Linked DNA regions of Zea mays: region 2 is linked to region 1. The links are chromatin contacts, called in public Hi-C maps. All regions are on one chromosome and are shown on one strand. Each heading gives the region's core, a stretch centred on a gene start, on an enhancer-like site or on the middle of the called end of the contact. The rest is flanking DNA. Distances are from core to core; before and after follow the strand shown. Region 1 holds the start of LOC103627191 (endo-1,4-beta-xylanase 1). Region 2 holds the start of LOC111258512.

Region 1 (5,714 bases), core at 2,541-5,040:
GAAAACAAATCACAAGCGAATAAGAGCGGATGACACGGTGATTTGTTTTACCGAGGTTCGGTTCTTGCAAACCTACTCCCCGTTGAGGTGGTCACAAAGACCGGGTCTCTTTCAACCCTTTCCCTCTCTCAAACGGTCACTTAGACCGAGTGAGCTTCTCTTCTCAATCAATCGGGACACTAAGTCCCCACAAGGACCACCACACAATTGGTGTCTCTTGCCTTGATTACAATTGAGTTGGAAACAAGAAAGAAGGAAGAAGAAAAGCAATCCAAGCGCAAGAACTCAAATGAACACAATTGTCTCTCTCACTAGTCACTATTTGATTGGAATGATCTTTGGACTTGGAAGAGGATTTGATCTCTTGTTTGTGTCTTTGAATGAAGTCTAGAGCTCTTGTATGAGGTTTGAAGGCTGAAAACTTGGATGCATTGAAGTGTGGTGGTTGGGGGGTATTTATAGCCCCAACCACCAAAAGAACCGTTGGTGAGGGCTTCTGTCGTATGGCACACCGGATAGTCCGGTGCGCCACCAGACACTGTCCGGTGTGCCAGCCACGTCACCAGGACGTTGGGTTCCGACCGTTGGAGCTTCTGACAACTGGGCCACCGGACAGTACAGTGGTGCACCGGACAGTCACTATTCACTGTCCGGTGCGCCTTCTGGCGCTGCTCTGACTTCTGCGCGCGCAGGCGTGCACTATTCACTTTTACTGTTCCATTGCAGACGACCGTTGGCGTTGTGTAGCCGTTACTCCGCTGGCACACCGGACAGTCCGGTGAATTATAGCGGAGCGGCTCCCAGAATTCCCGAAGGTGGCAAGTTTGGAGTTGGGTTCCCTGGTGCACCGGACACTGTCCGGTGCGCCAGACCAGGGCTGCCTTTGGGTTGTCTTTTGCTCTTTTTATTTGAACCCTTTCTTGGATTTTTATTGGTTTGTGTTGAACCTTTGGCACCTATAGAACTCATAATCTAGAGCAAACTAGTTAGTCCAATTAATTTGTCTTGGGCAATTCAACCACCAAAATTCATATAGGAAAAGGTGTAAGCCTATTTCCCTTTCACCTACTCCATGAGCTACATCACTCAAGATTCAACGTTCACAATAACCTTACACCGTGTTGAGTTGAATCACAACAAATTATGTCAAATCAATTTGAAATTTGACCTTAAGCAAGTTCAAGGTTAATTAAAATTGAACCCTTGCAATTTATAATGTTGGTATACCTAGTGAAAAATATACACGTGTGAGAGTGAGTTCCCTCTCACATTCTAATGCTACCGATTCTAGCCAACTAAGCATATGAGTCATCCCAACCCATTTATTTGTTGAAGAGGCCAACATTACCTAGGTGAATTGAGCTAGCTTGATTGAAAGTATAGTTGATTAAACAACATTGGAATGGTATGCACATATAATGAACTTGTATAAAATAGGGATAATTGGGAATGATGCCTCAACTTTCATGAAGTCTGAGTAATCATGGATGATCATGTCAACTCATACACGTACCTCACATCATACCTATCCTGCAAGAAAGGGTTGAAGGGAATGGGATTGAGATTGGTGATGAAGACAAATGAAATCAAGCGAAAAAGATTCATAAAACTTGGTAATCCAAAATGGGGAACTTGTTGGATGAACCTATAGTACAGTTTGGTGTTCCTTTGGATAGTCCATGAGGACGTCGATAGGACCTATCTAGGTTGTTTTTTCTAGGTATGATGTTCTTGATGTTTGGTCTAGGATTTGTGAGTAATGTTTCCTAGGAGTGATTGGTGATCATCTAGGGGTATTTCAGTGAGGTATTGGGGTTGTGTAACCTATGGTTTAGCCTTGTATATAGAGGATGAAACTAGTGATTGAGATATGAACAAATCTTGAATAAAGAGATATAATCCATGTAATTGAACTTTGGTAACTTAACTTTGGTGGATGGGATACCCTTGGGTCATCAATCCCATGATTGTGCCTTGCTCCTTCTTGCTTCCAAATGAGAGAGACAGACTCGAAGGGATTTTTAAGATTACATTGCATGAAACATACACTTCCATGTAGAGAGATATTTGAGAAATTCACGATATGATTGAGCGAGAGTGGAGTAGGCCTTATGCTTGAGATGGATTGAGTTGCAAGCACCTCCAACTTCTGATCATGCACTGACCATACTGAAGCCATAGGTCGACAATGATAGCTATAGATACATTATTATTAGCGTCAGCTGATGCTTTTGACTTAGTGTTGTGCGTATTATCACTACTGGATCACCAAACCGACAGTGATAGGAGTGGTTGTTCAATCATGTAATTTTCACTCTTATGTAATTTTCCGAAGAGCTTTTCTTAGAATCTATATTCCTTGATAATCTAGATGTGATAAGAATTTGGATATCTTGGGGCTTACGTGTGGACGAAGATGGGTCTGCATGGTTTAGGGTTTAGGAAGTGGTGGATTACTCCTGTCGCGACGACTCGGTGGATTGTACATTCACGTTGATGTGCTGGTTATGCTACATAGTTACTAGGCATTCATCCATGTTCAACAAATGGCCCTCCCTACTAGGCTGAATCCAACAATTCTTCCTCTCAAATCCCCTATCTGTACTATCTATTCATATTTTAATATATACCTCCCCTTATTCCTCTCACTCTCCAACAATTCTCTGGTTCAACTTCCCATATACGCTCTAACTCAACTATTTAACATTTCTATACCAGTTTTTAAGGTTAAAAAATTATATAATATTTATACTACCGTAATACATATTGTTATCAGGTTATATAAACATGTTAATTTTACAAATAAATATAGCGATTAGCGAACGGGTGGGGATTATTAGCTTAGAGCTCCCCCGGCCGGTTCCGAGAGGGATCCGCAGACGTTCGGACGCCAAATAGGGTGAGCGAGCAGGGGAGTTTGAGTACCGCGGAGGGGGAGGACAAGAGTGAGCCGTTGGAGGCCGCCTTAAACTGGTCAGTGCACGGAAGTCGGCACGGCGAGAGCGATGTCGCGGTGCATCACCATAAAATATGTGCGCGCACACACACACACTGACACACATGACACAACACAATTCATGCACGCACGCGACGCTTTTGCTAGCTTTTAGCCGCTATCCGTGCCTTGAAGCCATGCATGCCGTAGCAGTCTTGGCGACGCTGTACGCCTAATAAACTGATGGGCGCATGCAGTGCGGGCGGCGGCTGCAACTTGCGACTGGTGCCTGCCATGCATATGCGCTCGATCATCATCTATATACTTGACCTGCACGCTCCATATAAACATGTGGTTTTGTACATTAACGTATATGCTTTCAACTGCCAAAGATTTATATGTACTTGATATAGAATTAATAAAATAGGGGTAGCGTGGTCGCTCGATATATATAGTTTATCCTGGGGTAGTTATGTTTTTCCAGCGGAAATAAATGATACTCCCTCCGTTTCTTTTTAGTTGTCGCTGGATAGTTCAATTTTGTACTATTCAGCGATAACTAAAACGAAACCGAGGGAATACTCTGCAGTGAACTGATGTGGCAGCAGGTACGCGCGACACTACCAGGTGCATGCTGTAATCGGTTTGTGACACACATGCAGCGATCGAATCAGTGTAAGAGAGACAGAGTATGTGCCGAGATATACAGTACAAGAGAAGAAACCTAATTGATAAACACCCACTGCTTGCTTTGAAAAAGGCATGTATACATCATCATCATCTCTAGAAATTTGTTGTGTCTGGCCAATTAGAGTGCAGCTGCACGTACGGGGTGCTCTTGCTTTGATCACCTTGAGTTTTTTTTTTAAAAAAAATAAGAATGGAGAGTGAGAGAGCGTTCGCTTGGTAACAACAATCGTCGCAACTAGCTAGTTGCTTGCAGTTTGTTCTTTGAATCAACTGGGGGTAACAAGTCAGTTGGTCTTTGCTGTACTACGTACGCATTGCCGCAAGCAACTCCAGCGGTAGTATACATTTGATTTTCCTGTCATGATATAGATAATGATGATATGTGACGGCCGCCGGTTGCCTTTAAATACGGCTGCGTCCTCGGGTCCCGTTTCCTCGCAACAAGTCAGGAGAGCAAACAAGTTTCCCCTCCATCCCAACACCAAACTCCTCCGACGACCCAGCTTGCCGACGACCATGGCCTGCAGTCCTCACCACCAGGTATGCAAACTCATGTGGCAGCTAGCAGGCCAGCCTGCTGCGTCGTCTGACGTACGTGTATAATTACCAACAAAGATGATATGATACATGCAGGTAGCGGCGCTTTAATTTCAATCCGCTGGCCGCGCGCTGCCACGCTGCCCACTTGTATTGCACTACAGTACAGTGCAGTTGCGGAAAAGAAGCGCATGCATACTTGTCCGTCTCATGATCTCTGTTGCAGGGTGACGTGGTGTTCGAGGCGAACGCCATCGGCTGGGCTCCCTCGGGCGCGCGCACGGCGCTGTCGCTGCGCCACGAGCGGGACCCGGCCAGGCTCCCCGCTGCCGCCGTCGGGGGCGAGCGCACGCCCAGCAGCGGCCGGTACGTCCTGGCGGCGGGCCGCGGCGGCGAGGAGGACGGGCTGCGCCAGGCGATCCCGCCGGGCGCGCTCAGGCCCCGGGTCACGTACCGCGTCGCGGGCTGGGCCAGCGTAGCCGTAGCGGCGGCGGAGGAGGAGGAGGAGGGAGCCCGCCAGCAGTACCGCCATCACCCCGTGCGCGTCAGCATCCGCGTCGACGACGGCGTGGTCGTCGAGTGCGGCGCTGTCGCCTGCTCGGCCGCCTCCGACTCCGACTCCGGGTCGGCGGCGGCAGGGTGCAGCAGGTGGGCGGAGATCAAGGGCGCGTTCCGGCTCAGGGAGTGCCCCCGCAGCGCGGCGGTGCACGTGCATGGCGCGCCTGCCGGCGTCGACGTCAAGGTCATGGACCTTCGGATCGTTGCCACGGACCCGAAGGCGCGCTTCGGGTACCTCAAGGACAAGACGGACAAGGTGAGCGACACGCGCTTTCTCGCTTCGTTTTATTCACGTACGTCCTGAAATGACCACCGGGTTATTATTATCTCCGACGACTAATTAACGTTACGTGTGTTCCTTCCTTCTAGTATTATCACGGCCAAGGCCAGCCAACCTAATGTTTCATACGTGCTCTTTCTAGTATGTCCACCTAGCAGCAGCAGCAGCAGCAAACCTGTTTGCCTTTGCTGTCATATATACTGCAATGATGATGAGAGTGAACATCAACTTGGCTTGACAAACAATTCCATCGAGGATTATCTAGTGCCATTTTGGTTGTGATGTGCGTAAAATTTAAAATAGCCACGCACAAGTGTCGTTTCCTGTGTCTTCCACGGCTACCGGGCCGGGCCGGGAGAAATGAAGAGTGCTGCATATCGTTGGTGTCCCGTACGCATTCTTCTCTTGTTGTTAGGCGTGCGCGTGTTGCGTTATGACGTATACGGGTGCTGACTGCGGACTGCCGATAGTGACCGCGCCAAATGAAGGCACACGTAACGGGAGTACGGGGACGACGACATTGTTTTGCTATTGCAGTTGCAGACCGGCCGGCCTCTAATAATCACTTAATTAATCAGTGCACATCACTCTCAAATATATGCACGGTTGGCATGCAGGTGCGCAAGCGTGACGTGGTCGTGAAGCTGAGCGGGGCGGCGGCGGGCGCGTCGGTGCGCGTGGTGCAGCTGGACAGCGCCTTCCCCATCGGCAGCT
Region 2 (6,060 bases), core at 1,458-3,957, 470 kb before region 1:
CTGATGAACACTGATGTGAGGACAAGATTCCGTCGAGTACGTGCGAAAGGAAGGGCACATGGGCTGTGGCTTTTGCTAGTGATGTTTCGGGGGTTGGTCTGTTCCTTCCGGGTCGGTAGGCTACTTTCTAAGGGGTTGCTCATCACCTCATCATGTCTGGTCTGGATCAGAGCAATGAGAGGGCCGGGGAACCTGAACCTCCTTTCGTTCCAGTTCCACTTCCACCACGCATAAGCATTACACACCAATCATTTGATTTGGATCACGCACTACTACTACTGGACATTCTCCTACTGGACATTCTCCTGCCTCTGAGTCATGGCACTTCAGTAGACTGTTGCTAGCACTTGCGCCTCTTCCTCGATCTCGTCCTCTATATGGATTGTGATATGAACCAATCATTTGGTGGCGGTGAATTGTAGCAACGGCGGCGGACCGGCGACGACTGTTCGGCTAGCAGCAGCTAGCAGAGAAGACCGGAAGAAATGCCACCCCATCCAAAAATCACCTCCCCACCAGGCGCACAACAACTGCGGCGGTGGCTGCGTGGGAGGCGAGGGATTTCCTGGTGCTTCCTCATCAGTGATCTCTTGAGTCACTACTGGTCTTTGATCATAGAGAGTTCAGATTTGGTCCCACATGAATTATGATATGTATTGTGTACTCTAAATACGTACTGAGAATGCAATGTTGAAGTGCTTACGCTAAGGCCACCGCTCACCGGTCTTTTTTATCTCTAATTTTTATTTTGAACTCGGCATAATCTATAATGCAAAACAGTGTTTTGTCCATCCATATAATTTTAGTCTTAGTTGGAGATCTTCAAGATTGATTGTTACAGATCCTAAACCTAAATAGTAAATACTACTCCCTCTCCGTCCTAAAATAAAATTTTTTAAAAAAATTAGAAGATTCATACAATAATTAATGTATATGTTATATATATATATATATGTCTAGATTCATTATTATCTATTTTAATATAGACCTAAAAAATCAAATTAAGAACGGAGGGAGTAAAACTCAAACTCAAGAGACCAACGCAAAGAAATGATAAAAAAGGAGAATTAGGAATCTGTAGCGGCACAGTAAGATCCTTTCTGCCGATGGAGTGCCGACATCTTGGCCTGGCATTGGAATTGGCGGCATCAACGCACTGTGCGCGCCACGTCTGTGTCTTCTCTTTCAGCTTGTAGGCCGCGGCTGTTCATGGGTAAGAGTGATGCATGGCTGAGGAATAACACCGTTGTGCAGGAATCTGCTGACGCGCTCCTGTCTGCATGCCCCTCCATCCCCTACTCCTACTCCTGCTCGTCTGCTGATCTTTTACAGAGGGCTGCTATTCACCCTTCATTTTCTGAATGCCCAGCAGACTGTGTCACTACTGGCTGCCGACTGCCGTACGTATTTGACATGCATCATGGTCCAGATCTGGCCTTGATGGTGGATATGGTACGGCAGCTCTCTAAGGTACTAGTCCAATCCAACGTTTTGGAATTCCTATTAGTTTTCTTAGATATATAACGGAAGGATCAAGGGTCCGTTAGGTTTTCACGGAATCGTTCCTGGCCGACTTGCTTCACTAATTTATATAAGCTTTGATCAGCCGAAACAATTCCGACAAACGGACTAAGGATATGTCCCACTACATGCCCACAGAATGGAACTTTATATTTCATATAAAACACAGACAGAATTGACGAATTACAATCTAACCACCCTGGATTCTTTCTTTGTGAGAGGTCCCCCAGCAGAAGCAAGCAAGCAAATTAAAGGCAGCCAAGAGTGAGGCCAGCCAGCTTAGCTTATCCTTCCAAACTGTACAGAGCCCTACTAGCTAGCCAAAGCTAATCTGCTGTCTAGATTCCCTTTCCTTCTCCTTTTAGGCTGGCTCAAACGATGCGGTGTGTATTCTGCAAGAAAGCAAGAGAAGAACATCGATCTGTCTTTTCCCTTTACCTATGGTGATGCGATCGCAAGCCTGCATTAACTCATAAACAAAGTTCTTAACACAGCTAACGAATGTAATTAATACTAGCTAGTAGTACAGGAGTACTATATAGTCACGGTAGCTATATATAACAAAATAATTAAGCCAATAACATGCATGCATGGCGTGCTGATGCTGATTATATATAGTATTATATATTATTACTAAGGGTGGAAGCGCTGCATGCAGGCGTGGCAGGTGATCTCGAGCGCGGCGGCGGAGGCGCCAGCGGCGATCCGGCGCGCGGCCATGGCCTTGACGCGCTCCACCTTCTCCACCTCGCCGCGGGCGCGCTCCCAGATCGCCCGCGCCCGCGCGAACTCGCGCTCCGCCAGCTCCAGCTCCCGCCGCGCCAGCTCCTTCACGCGCTCCGCGTACGCCCGCTCCGCCGACGCCATCCGGGCCTGCTCCGCCGCCTGCTGCTTCAGCGCCTGCACGTCCGCCGCCCTCTTGCTCTGCTCAGCGGCCGTCGCCGTGCGGCCTCGTCCTGCTTGCTCTGCCGCATGTGGCGTCGGTGGCCCAATGCTGATGGACAGGCTCAGGTCCAGCTGCGGGTGGTCAGAGGGGCTGCTGGCCGCCGCCGGCCGAGGGGCGTGGAGGAAGGCAGCGTTCAGAGGCGTGGTTGTGGGGAGGAGGAGAAGCTGGAGTTCCTTCTCGCCGTGCTGGGGCTCCATGGCCGCTGAGAAGAGGCGAGTGAGAGTGAGAGAGCACTGCAGAGGGGCAGTGCAGTGGTGATCTTTCGGTGTCTTGGGCTAGCTGTTGCGCTGTTGTGCTAGTATGGAGATCTTTATACGATAACGTGGATGTTGATTTTACCAGAAGGCCCTTGTCGTTCCTCGCTGATGGCCTGCTGCTACTGCTATGCACGTGGACCCCTCATGCCATGGAATGTCGAAACTTTCTTGCTGTTCGAGGTATATATGTCACCAGCTCACTTCTTGACTTCTATCAGTGAACAAAGTATATCTATAGAGATATGGATCCGAGCAGGCCTGCCGTGATATACTCGCTCATGCACAGCACCGGCCTAAAAACTTTATTATAAGGCTCGAGCCAGACCGGATGAGAACACCTTTCTCAGCTCAATTTCTCATATCAAAACCAAATGTGCAAGTCACAAATGCATGTTTTCTTTGACAAAAAGCAAAACAAATAGATTTAACCTACACAAAGAAAACCTTGAGGTTAAACGCATGTATATCTTTCTTTTGGAAGAAGGCCGAGTCCCCGTCACAGTCTCACAAATGCAAATACACGAAAAATATTCAAAGCCACAAGAAAATAGGCTTCAAACTTCATTCATAATTAGAGCTATTTAGTGCAAATGGTTGCCTCTTTAAAATCCCTTTTAGGTAAAACTCACATCTTATGATAAAATCACTATAATAATAAAGAGAAAAAAGTACAATCCGCAAATCAAATATTCATAACTATTACAATAATTAAATATAGCCATACATACCACACATTATCATCAGGATATGCATGGTATCAAAAGCCTCTTGAAGCTCCAAATACTCCATTGTATGTTGATCTTTTGCATCCCATTGCTCCAAGTATTTCAATAATGATAACATCTCCATCATCTCAGAAGCTAGATAAAGGCAACACTCGTCGATGATCCTATCAGATAGACGCTATACAAATTATTGTTGACGCCAATCACTGCGATATGTACCGACGACGATGCTCTCTGCAAAAGCGCGGACAGTCCACGACTTGGTGCAGAGGCTAGGGTTTCTGCTGACGAGCTAGACAGTCCACGCCTGATGGTCGGACGATTCACGTGTGCGCAGAGGCGACCGAGTTCGCCAACAACACCTGGATCTCGCTCCCAGGAGCTAGGGACCCCGTCGGGGAGGAGAGATCCTAGGGTTTGTCTTGGGATTGTCAGGCCAACCAAGACGCCTCTATACGACATAGAGCCGTAGAGAGGTGAATATTAGAGGAAGAAAACTATGCTTAATCCTAGGGCAAAAGGGAAAGAACAGAAGATAAATTGATTGTTGATTCGATTGTTGGTGTCCGCAATTGACCGTACCCCTTAAAATATATAAGGAGAGGTATGGACCCATTCCAAGGCGTCTCCCAACAGCAACCGTGGATTTAGAGTGATAAACTCGTGTGGACATGGATTAGTTGCGCCTGATTCGATCTATTCACGGACCATCCCCGCGCTGGTCACTGTAGCACCCTGAAAATTCGAATATAGAATTTTTTTCAAACTCGTTTTAAATTTAAAATGAATTTTTAAATTTTGTTTAAAAATGTTTGTTTGCAAGTTGATCTCAATAAAGAAAGTATAGTGGTCTATTTTCCTCCAAAATTCTCTTCAAGATACCCTACAAATATTTACTTGAGAGCATGTACAACACGTCATGGAATCAAGAGCCAGCCAGAGTACGACGGTCGTGAATTCATCAAGCATGGCACAGAGAAGTGTGTCGTGACTGTTTACATTGGATCTAGTCTGCACCATGTGGAATTGGGTGTCACTGCCGTGAGGCGCAGATTCGAAGACACATGCTAAGTCGTCGCCCACAAGGCATTGAGGGCCCTGTGTCAAATCTATGAAGAGGAAGTGGTCAACACCCCGCTCAGATTCTTTCCGTCCTTTTAGAGAGACCGCCCCGTTTGGATGGCCAAGATGCGTGCCTTTGAAGGGCAGCAACTGCTGGAGGACGACTATATAGTCATGTACCCCACAATATACCTGCTTACCCTGGATACGCAGTATAATCTCTTGGCTCGACACCACCGTAAGATGATTGCCCGAGCATAAGATGTAGAGAGGCGCAATCGTTAGCTCCATGTGGATCTCACCACAGCTCCACCTAATGCATCTACCTTGGAAAGTTGTAAAGTCATTGATGTTGAAGCCCTAGAGAAAGCTAAGGACAAGCACATCCAGAAGTTGATTGAGGCCTACTTAGTCACCCACAACAAACGTAGAGCCCTTTGGATCCAAGAGCCCGCTTCATCCAACCCAGTTCAACCCATGAGAGCTGAAGAGCCCTAGATTCTGCTGGACCTCCCAGTCTCTATAAAATAAGAGAGGAAGGCTTAGGAACTCCCAGAAGGGGCCATAGTCCTAGAAGGAATACCAGTCTCCCCTCAGATTGTGGATAAGCAAGAGCATCCCAAACCCTCCCAAGATCCACTACCACAATCGTTTGAGCCCCTCACCATGAAGAAGATTCCAGCACCCACCCTTGAGGTCAAGGAAGAAGCTGCAAGCACCCCACTAGCACCACCACCCTTTGAGGTCACCTTGGAGCTACAAGAGCCAGTCCCACTTGGAGAAGAGTTCGACTCCATCCTTTCATCTCAGTCGCCGCCAGAAGAAGTCATCAACATTAGCTCCCTCTTGACCCATCCAGGGGATGTCTCAGAATGAAGTTGTGCACCAGCGTCGCCAGAAGAGAAGTTGTCGGGTCCGAAGTTAGTTATGCCTAGTCCTCAGCATGCATTGGACAGTGAAGTTTTTCTTCACTTTGGCCAGAGCCCTGCATGTATGAGATATAACCGTGTAGCCACGTGTTTTGAAAATCTCTAATTGTGTGGCCCCTAGGGCATTTTAAAATGAGTTATGCTTGATGTTTGCTCCCCTTTTGTGTACATATGTGATGCTTTAACATTAATGCTCGTAAATCACGTTTAGCGTAGTTCTTAGTTTTAGGAGCCGAGCAGTAGTAGTTACGCTTAGCCCTCGAATCCGAGTAATTCATGCTTTGGAAAACTCTATTCCTCTCCCATTCAAAGCATTTGATTTGTTTGTGCTTGTCATTGCCGGGCTTGTGTGTTCTTTTTTCACAAAAAGGGTTTTCTCTAAAAACATAGATCACATATTAGAGCTAATCCTCACCTTATGCTTTCATTCTCCTCTTAACTCATCTCAAGAGAAAAGCACCTTACCCAAGAAGATATCGAGAAGCTTATCTGTCACACCCAGTTTTAAAGGACAAAGCCGGGTTGCATCTCATACATGCGCCAAGAAGACAACATATATAATAACAGAGTGTATAGAGATAAATGTCACAATATAATCAGAGTACTTATTACATAGCGGA

Evidence for each region. A called contact is a pair of places that touch in the nucleus more often than the background predicts.
Region 2: a Hi-C map of tassel shows a contact between it and region 1, with 3 times the contacts expected there. The contact joins the promoter of LOC111258512 here to the promoter of LOC103627191 in region 1. A contact is called at or near these places in 3 of 25 Hi-C or Micro-C datasets (ear, leaf and tassel).

The regions. Positions count from the first base shown.
Region 1 is chr5:166,683,100-166,688,813 of Zm-B73-REFERENCE-NAM-5.0, reverse strand. LOC103627191 (endo-1,4-beta-xylanase 1) reads left to right here and starts at 3,790. Exons shown (of 3, transcript XM_008647488.4): 1 at 3,790-4,165; 2 at 4,389-4,976; 3 at 5,618-5,714. The coding sequence starts at 3,998.
Region 2 is chr5:167,148,949-167,155,008 of Zm-B73-REFERENCE-NAM-5.0, reverse strand. LOC111258512 reads right to left here and starts at 2,707. Exons shown (of 1, transcript NM_001357042.1): 1 at 1,652-2,707. The coding sequence starts at 2,664. The coding sequence ends at 2,155.